Linked DNA regions of Oryzias latipes: region 1 is linked to region 2. A link is a contact called in public Hi-C data. All regions are on one chromosome and are shown on one strand. Each heading gives the region's core, a stretch centred on a gene start, on an enhancer-like site or on the middle of the called end of the contact. The rest is flanking DNA. Distances are from core to core; before and after follow the strand shown. Region 1 holds the start of prkaa2 (5'-AMP-activated protein kinase catalytic subunit alpha-2). Region 2 holds the start of bloc1s2 (biogenesis of lysosome-related organelles complex 1 subunit 2).

Evidence for each region. Hi-C and Micro-C count contacts between places; a contact is called where the count stands out from the background.
Region 1: a contact with region 2 is called in a Hi-C map of embryo, with 5 times the contacts expected there. The contact joins the promoter of prkaa2 here to the promoter of bloc1s2 in region 2. A contact is called at or near these places in 4 of 5 Hi-C or Micro-C datasets (embryo and fibroblasts).

Annotation. Positions count from the first base shown.
Region 1 is chr4:3,530,241-3,534,402 of ASM223467v1, reverse strand. prkaa2 (5'-AMP-activated protein kinase catalytic subunit alpha-2) reads right to left here and starts at 2,015. Exons shown (of 10, transcript XM_004067619.4): 1 at 1,606-2,015; 2 at 754-895; 3 at 203-296. The coding sequence starts at 1,705. It overlaps plpp3 (phospholipid phosphatase 3), which reads left to right and starts at 2,351. Exons shown (of 7, transcript XM_004067618.3): 1 at 2,351-3,392. The coding sequence starts at 3,257.
Region 2 is chr4:3,360,663-3,365,430 of ASM223467v1, reverse strand. bloc1s2 (biogenesis of lysosome-related organelles complex 1 subunit 2) reads right to left here and starts at 2,545. Exons shown (of 5, transcript XM_004067616.4): 1 at 2,326-2,545; 2 at 2,080-2,196; 3 at 1,555-1,674; 4 at 225-329. The coding sequence starts at 2,500.

The DNA.
Region 1 (4,162 bases), core at 766-3,265, 170 kb before region 2:
CTTTTATTTTTTTTTGCCAATTATTACCCTTTAAGTTTCATTTTCATTCAGCAATATAGCATTCAACCCCATTTTCTTCTGGAAATGCAGATCCTTCTAGTTATGAATTAGGATGACGGATCTCTGAAGTCCAGGGTCAAATGGCAGCTAGGACATCACTTGAACAGCAGATGAACACAGACGGAGGATGGAAAAGCCTCACCCGCCCATTTTTGCAGATGTAGTCAAACAGCTCCCCTCCAGACACGTACTCCATCACCATGAAGAAATCTGTTGGAGTACTGATTACCTGGTATCTGGAACAAAAGCAGAGGCCTCATTGTTGTTGTCGCTCAATGTTATTTAGTCTTCCTGAATCACACACAAGGGTCGGAGAATGTGTACAACACAACTCAATCTGAGCCCCACACAGAGCACTACAACACTAAAAATGTGGGGAATGTTTCTGCAGGTGCTGCACGGGTCACCTGAGCCTTCAGACGATCGGGTGTGGCCTAAAGATCCCCGCTCACAACGCTTCACAATGAAAAGTAGGACAACATTCTTCCAGAAAAATACAAGAGGCATGGAGGAGGATTGAAGGCAGCGTGTAAACAGGAGGGCACTGAGTGTGTGGTCCAGCTTGTGAAGTGTGTGAGCGAGCTCTTCAAAGAGCAGCCGCCGCGGTGTCCAACAGAGACAAAAACGCCAAGAGCTGAAGCCGAGCAGGCCTTCATTCCAGCAGCCGCTTGAAGTCTTAGAGGGACCACTTACAGCTTGATGATGTGCGGGTGTCTGAAGAGTTTGAGGTTCTGGATCTCCCGTTTGATCTTTCCCACAACATCGAGGCTTCGGATCCTCTGTCTGTTCAGGATCTTCACGGCCACTTTATGTCCAGTCAGCTGATGCTCTCCAACTGCAGCAGACATGAGGGGACAGACAGGCCTTTTAGACCACAGAGCAAAGGGAGCTGGAAGGATAAAAACCTTGTTAGGATCAGTTCTGCTTGTCCTGATGGTCCAACGACCTGTAACTTTCTCTCTGCCTGTTTCAAAGCCCAGACAGCCACGTGAATCCAGATCTGAGGTGGGCTCTCCTTTCACATGACCCCCCAGAGAGAAGGAGGGGATGGGACTCATGGGAAAAATGCTTCAAGTCCACCTTTCTTTTGACGGTGAGACCACCAGAACCAAAGCAAACGCGGGTTGGCCGTGAAAGCTCTGTACGGTAGCGGTTCTGTTGGGTTGACCTGGGCGCTCCGGACACCGAACCAGGAGAACCCTAGCCGCCGATCTGGGCGGGGGAAGGGGGGGGTGTTTTATCACAGACGGGCAACCCCCCTATTATTGGGCCGGAACGGCTTCAGAAATGACCCCATCCAGCTGCTCGGTACCTGCTCCGGCGGCGCGCGGGGCTGCGCACGCGGCGCATGTTTGACTTTGAAGCGGCCCCATTCCCAGATCAAAGTTACGCCCCTGACGTCGACCGTTAGCTGCGCAGCACCGAGCGGCTACGCTAACTTCTCCGAGTCAAGTTCACGCGGTCCACTCAGAGGGCGAACCGCTCCGAACCGAGCCCCGCCACGCACGCACGCACGCACAGACAGACACAAACACACCACTTAACTCTTCACTTTGCCAAACGTCCCCACTCCCAGCGTGTCGCCGAGGATGTAGTGTCCGATCTTGACCCTGCCTTCGTGCTTCTGCTGTTGCCGCTCTGCCATCTTCCCGTTACCGACGGCCGCGCTGCTCGGTGCGCGCGCGGAGGGGCGGGAGGACCGCGAGAGGCGGCTTGTCTGGTGGAGGTCAGGTGCCAGCTGTCCGAAAAAAAGAAACGAGCATCACGCGGAGCTTCCACGGGTTGTTCCTCTCAGGAAGCGAACCCCTAACCCTCCGTGAAAAACGGCTTTGCTTGTGGTGAAGGCACAAAGCTGCACGAGCTCAGCTCAGGCACTCCAAGATACGAGGAAAACCAGCGCAAAAGACCTTCATTTACGTCACTGTGGAAGTGTTTGGACTAGCGCGTGCTGATCTTTTTAAAAATAGGAACCTAAATGCAGCCTTAAGGCGCTTTGCGCTTTCTTTTACTGCTTCAAGTCAAATGACACATCCTGAAGTCCTTTCTTTCTCATTGATATCTGTTGAAGTAATTCTACATTTGTTTAGGAACAAACCACAGATTTGAACTACATGTGGCTCATTTATAGTGGAGTGAAAGGCTCAACCAGTGCTGCGTTCAAGGTCAAACGTCTGTTCCAGACATTCCCCCTGCTGTTATGCTCTTCTAAAATCCAATTACACCGTCTGTCCCATCGCATGGCTTGTATAACTATGTATTTATTTACATTTAGATGAAAAAACTTTATATATGCTTTCAAATATGTTACTTTGGATGAAATGGTGAAAGAAGATTCCGAAAACTAATTTTGTTATTTGTTGGCCTAATTATGTTTTTAACTAACTGAGTGAAACTGTGAAATTTCGCACTTAAACTAATTAAAAACTCCCTTTTCACTCCTGCCCAAAGAGAGTGAAGTTCTCCTATTTGGCCAGAAGATGGCAGTATATACTCGATATTTGCTGGACTGTTTTAGCCATGAAAGTTACATTTATATAAATAAATAAGATGACTTGCGCGAGTCGTATCCACTAAAACACCAGTATAAGAATGTATGGTACCTAATTAAATGTCATAATTAGTTATCAAATTTGGAGTTTTTATCCACACCATAGTGTATTTAAAAGATACAACGGGAGAAAAGAAACTGCAGCAAAGCAAATAGCTTCGACTGAATGAAGATTTATTTTGCTTTTTAACCCACACGCACGCTCACACGCACTCTGACCCTGTTGTGCGTGCGTCCCGGTGAACTGGGGTGACTGTGAACTGCTATAGGAGCGCTCCGGAGCGCGCAGCTCTCAGCAGTGCGCCTGTAGTACCGCGCATGGCCACAGGGGGGTATGTTGCCCCCCCTTTCTTCGCAGACAGTGTCGGAACTATGGGATGGGGGCGATTACCCACCGCTAGCGGAGGGAGGAGGAGGGCCGAGGCTGCAGCGAGAACCTACAGGGAGGAAGGGGGAGGAGGAGAAGACGGGTTGATATAACGAGAAGGACACTTGATGCGCAGCGCCAATTCTTTCTCAGTCCAAAGTTTCCGTGCCGTTCGGCCGCATGTGACTTGTTGTTGTGGGTCCGTCCAGATCGACTGAAGGACTGTTTCTCCTCCTGCGCGCTGTGGGACTCTGAGCTGAGAACGGACTGAGAGTTTTCCGATGCAACAGTACATGTATGAGAAAGCAATGGCCCAAGAGACAAGGAACGGTGGAACCTCGACGTTAAACAGCAGCGGTGTTGGGAACAGTAAGAAGAAGTTTCTGGTGGCGCTTGACATCTTCTGCCTCCTGCTGGGTAAGTTGTCCCTAGCGTCCTCTTTCCTCCTGGCTGCTGCAGTCTGAAAGTCTAACTTCTGGCCCACTTTCCTCTGGAAACAGCAGATAAGAGACCGTTTATAATGGCTGACAAATAAAAGCCTTATCACGCTGAGCGTTTGGCCAGCATCTCTGACAGCTCAAGAACTGGAGCTGCAGCATCCTGTTATCATCCGACCCATGCAGACGAGTCCAGTCCCCACCCAGGTTCCAGCTGCCATGTTCATCCGTTTATTCATTCTTCTGATTGTTCTGAAAAGCATTTCAACTGCTGCATGTTCGCCGTGTGAAGAGGAGACGGGACTGGACTGTTTTCTCAGCTGAGACGGCATCCTGAAATAAGATGTTCCACTCACGGATGGAGTGTCACAGCAGTGCGGCGCTGCCTGCAGCCTGCCAGCACGCCTTCAGCACTAATGTTTTCAAGTGTTGGAACCTGCCCCTTTACTGCCCCTAAAATAGCAAGACGCCCCTTCATGTGCCCCAATAACCTCACTCATCTGACCTTTAACCTCCAATGCCTTGCAGGCTGAGCTGCCCATACATAGAGATGGGGGGGGGCAGAGGGGGCGGTCAAAGCTGAAGTTGTGTTTGGGCCGACTTGTTATTCTGCAGGCGTCCCGGTCCGATCCGGCGTGTTTGTGTGCGAGGCTTTGATGGCCGTTTTGTGACTCTAGCTCGGCTCTTTCAGTTTAGAGCTGAAGTGTTTCTCGCTTTTTTTTCTCCTTTTCTCCTCCATCTGCTTTGTTC
Region 2 (4,768 bases), core at 1,296-3,795:
GGTCATTTTTCAGAGAATATGAATGATAACACAAAAACTTTCTTTCCACTCACAGTTACTGGTTGGGTGAAGCCATTTACTGTAAAACAATATTTTTACCCTTTTTAATTCTTAATGACAACAGTAACTTCCCAAATGACCCTGTTCAAAAGTCAACATCCCTTGATGACTTTGATGCAGCAAGAAAAGTTCTGTTTTAAACTGGACATCATCTATCTACCTACCCAGTTTCTTGGAGTATGCATCCAGTTTGTAGGCAGCTTGCTCAAGCGAGGATACTTGCTCCTCAATCTTATTTATTTGGTCCAAGTAAGGCTGCAGGCTTGCATCTACAATATCAACAACCAGAAATTATTCACAATACTTTCAAGTATGACACAATGTGAACATGGCCATGAAGCGGTTGACCTTCTCCACTACTCACAATAAGTTAGGGATCTTGTCATTTTCCTATTTGGTCTGAATTTTAATGAATAACGTAAATGTTCTCTTTGTTTTTGCTAATAACAAATGAGTATAAACACCATTTTCTTTAGTTTTATATTTATTACCCAACACATAAAGACAATAATAAAGATAGTCACACATCACAGAAATTTACCATATTAGTAGCGGGTATTTCCACCATTTGCTGCAATGATAGCTCAACAGCAACGTCTCGTGCTCCCATTGACTGTATAGAAAGAATATAAAGAACTGGGACTGAGCGAGTGGGACGTCACCCAGAGAAAATACCTTACTTTCAGCTCCAGTGAAATGAAGCCAATACAGTTGCCATTTTCCTGCGGTACAGATGTCGCCATGTTGGAGCCAGATATGATTGGTCCATGTGGTCTGAGCCAACATTTTTATGGCAACGACTGTCACCAGTCAAGAATGAGCATGTTGTGCGAGCATGGTTTTTCTGAAAACTCTAGTACCCCTCACATCTGGTAAAGGGGCCTGTAGCTGTGTGGCATTTGCTAAACCATGTCTGATGTCAGAGATCCTTAGGTTCCGGTCTATCACTCCCGTGTCTCAAACTCTGCCACTAGTTCTGGGTCTTGATGCAAGTCTGCTGATGACACTTTGAGACTCACCAAGTTCACCTGCAACATCTAACTGTGTACTACCAACCTGACGGCGCTATGGCCAGGTGGCGCTTTCTCATCCATTAAGCGGCGTTGTTAGTTCATGGATGTTTGAATAATGAACCTTGAATGACTTAATGGTAAAAATCTGCTTTTCAGACTCACACAATGTTGACACTGATGCCACACTGAAAAAGTTGTTCTTTTAGGATTTTTTGGTTTTGGCGCCAGTAAGTAAGATCCAAAATCTGTTTAGTCAAACGAACACTGTATATTGTGAGTTTTTCCACAATATCCCTAACTTATTGTGAGTAGTGTATAAGGGACTAAACCTACAATCAGAGGATTGTAGGTTTAGTCCCTGCCCTGCTTAGCCTTAAAGCAAGACAGAAAACAGGTTATTGTGACTGCAGTCCACCATCTACCATGTTTCATGAAAAACACGATGACAATTTAGGCTTTCCTTATTCCACTTTCTACTTACACTTGTTGTTGAGATCTTGCAGATTGCGGCTAATGTTGATACTAATGTCCTTCATTTCCATGTATTTCAGACTTGTAAGCTTATTCATATTCTCCAACAAACTGTAATCTTCGCAGGTGGCTGAAAAGACAGGTACGGTCAGAAGATGAGAAGACAGAGTAAAAAAAATGGTTGTGACCTTAAATGTCTCATAAACACACTCTTTTCTGGAGACTCGGCCCCTTTCAATGAAAGTTTAACCTGGACTCCGGTTTGATTAGGAATGTCACATAAAGACATGTTGACTGCATTGGTTTTCTGGTTTATGACTTTTACCAACAACTCAAAAACATTCTATAAACAACCAGACAGCATGTAAAATACTAAAACAAAATCCTAATCTAGAAAAGGAGTCATTTCATGTGGACAGTATACTTCGGTTGCTCTTGTGACCTAAAGGCTCACTGGAGGTCGTTTAAAATGAGAAGTATTTATCTCAGTCCACCTAGTAAGAAGTAAAAAGAGTATAAATGTTGGTGAAAGTACCAGTTAGCTCTCCCTGGAGGAAGATGGCCATCTTTTCAAACATATCGGAGCACAACTCGTTGATGTCCGGCTCTGCGGGCTCCACAGCCTCCTCTGCTGTTTCCACACCACCATCACCTGAAGTCAGCGCCATTTGTTACACTCTCCCATTCCCGCTCCTTTCTTTCATACATTACTCAAGTAAAAAAACACGGTGGATGCACAGTAAACATAAGACGGACGCTGATGGACGTGAAAGTCACGTACTGCTGACGCCGGTTTTCTTCGGAGCGATCACCGGGTTTTCCGCTTCGGCCTCTGGGTGTTCCGCCGGAGTCCCGCTGCTGCTGCTGCTGCCGGCAGCGTCCAGTGCCGCCGGGAGGCTCGCTGGTTCCCTGGAAATGCTGTCCATTGCTGCAGCTTCGTCTCCGGTCGCGGCCATTTTGTTCCTACTCGTGTCACGTGACAGGAGTTTTCACGTGACCGCCATCCTGCTGACGCTAACACCCGCGCCCTTTCAATGTAAAGCGCTCCCAACGAGGGAAACATACAATGAATTCTGTTTGCGTACAGTAGCTTTATTTAGTTGTTTTAGCTGCGGGATGGCTCGGTTAGTGAAGTGCAGGAGTGGCGGGTGTGAAACCAGGGTTCGTGATGGGCCTCATCCAGTGTGGGTCCTTGGCAATACCCCTCAAACAGACCGCGGTCGAGTGAGCCGACATCTGCGGAAGTGCGGTCTCGCTAGCCGTCACTGACTTTTTGCATGCGCGTTTACCTCATACTTTACGGTACACACCCCCAGCGAGCTGAAAAGACGGTATAAAGCGCTAATATCACCCATGGCACAGTTACATATTATCAAATAACATGGACTGTGCTCTGAAATCAAAGAGAGCTATTGCAAGCCCTATATTGTTATTTGATGAACAAATGTATTCATTTGGATTGCACATCTGTTCACTCCATGATAAACTACCAGAAATAATGTGTTTGTCTGAAATATAATCAAACAGACAGATTCTAAAAGTGAGCTTTAACACTGACAAGAGTGTTTTGTGGGTTGTTGAGCATGTCATGGAATGGAATCAAACAGAAATGAAGAAACTCCACGTAAAAAGGGAACATCTGGTCCTGTCAACTCTTTCTAAAGTTGCTTCATTTAAGGTGAGGCAAAACTTTCACTGGATTATTGTTGGTAATTTTGTTCATGATCATCTCAGCAAGTTTGGAGCAATTTGACTGGAGATTATTAGTGATATTGACATTATAGTCTAATTCAGCCTCCTTCATTCATGGATAGAGTTTAATATGTGAACCATTCAAAATGCCACTTTATCAAAAGGTGTCGAAAAACTTTCAATGGATTATTGTTGGTAATGATGTTCATGATCATCACAGCAAGTTTGATGAAAATTGACTGCAAAAAATACTCTTACCATGTAATACCTAAAATGGAGGTTAATAAACATGTTATGAATGAGGAGGCCTGAATTGGTCTATAATGTGAATTTCTCTAATTTTCTCCAGTCAATTTTCTTCAAACTTGCTGTGATTATCATGAACATCATTACCAACAATAATCCAGTGAAAGTTTTACATCATCTTTTGAAAAAAGTGGTATTTTGGATGGTTCACATGTTATACTATGACTATAAATGCAGGATGCTTGGGTGTACTATAACTTTAATTTGTCTACTTTTCCACAGTCAATCTTCTTCAAACTTGCTGTGATGTTAGTGAACATCATTACCAACAATAATCCAGAGAAAGTTTTGCGTCACCTTTGAAAAAAGTGGTATTTTGGATGGTTCACATTTTATACTTTAACTATAAAGGCAGAATGCTCAGGTCTACTATAACTTTAATATCTCTATTTTTCTCCAGTCAATCTTCTTTAAACTTGCTGTTGATGATCATGAACATCATTACCAACAATAATCCAGTGAACGTTTTGCGTCACCTTTTGATAAAGTGGTATTTTGGATGGTTCACGTACACTCTAACTATAAATGAGGGAGGCTGAATTGGACTATAATGTCAATTTCTCTCATTTTCCCTAGTCACTTTTCCTCAAACTTGCTGAGATGATCGTGAACAACATTACCAACATTAATCCAGTGAAAGTTTTGCCTCACCTTAAATGAAGCAACTTTAGAAAGAGTTGACAGGACCAGATGTTCCCTTTTTACGTGGAGTTTCTTCATTTCTGTTTGATTCCATTCCATGACATGCTCAACAACCCACAAAACACTCTTGTCAGTGTTAAAGCTCACTTTTAGAATCTGTCTGTTTGATTATATTTCAGACAAACACATTATTTCTGGTAGTTTATTATGGAATGAACAGACGTGCAATCCAAATGAATACATTTGTAGATCAAATAACAATATAGGGCTTACAATAGCTCTCTTTGATTTCAGAGCACAGTACATGTTAATTGATAATGGGTAACTGTGACATAGGTGATATTAGTGCTTTATACCGTCTTTTCAGCTCGCTGGAGGTGTGTACCGTAAACTATGATGTAAACCCGCATGCAAAAGTCAGTGACGGCTAGCGAGACCGCACTTCCGCAGATGTCGGCTCACTCGACCGCGGTTCAAACAGGAAGTACCTGCTGGTCCCAAAAAGTCGAAATCCTGGTACTTTTTAAGGATTAAAAGATTCATTCATTCATTCATTTTCTATTCCGTTTTGTTCCTTTCGGGGT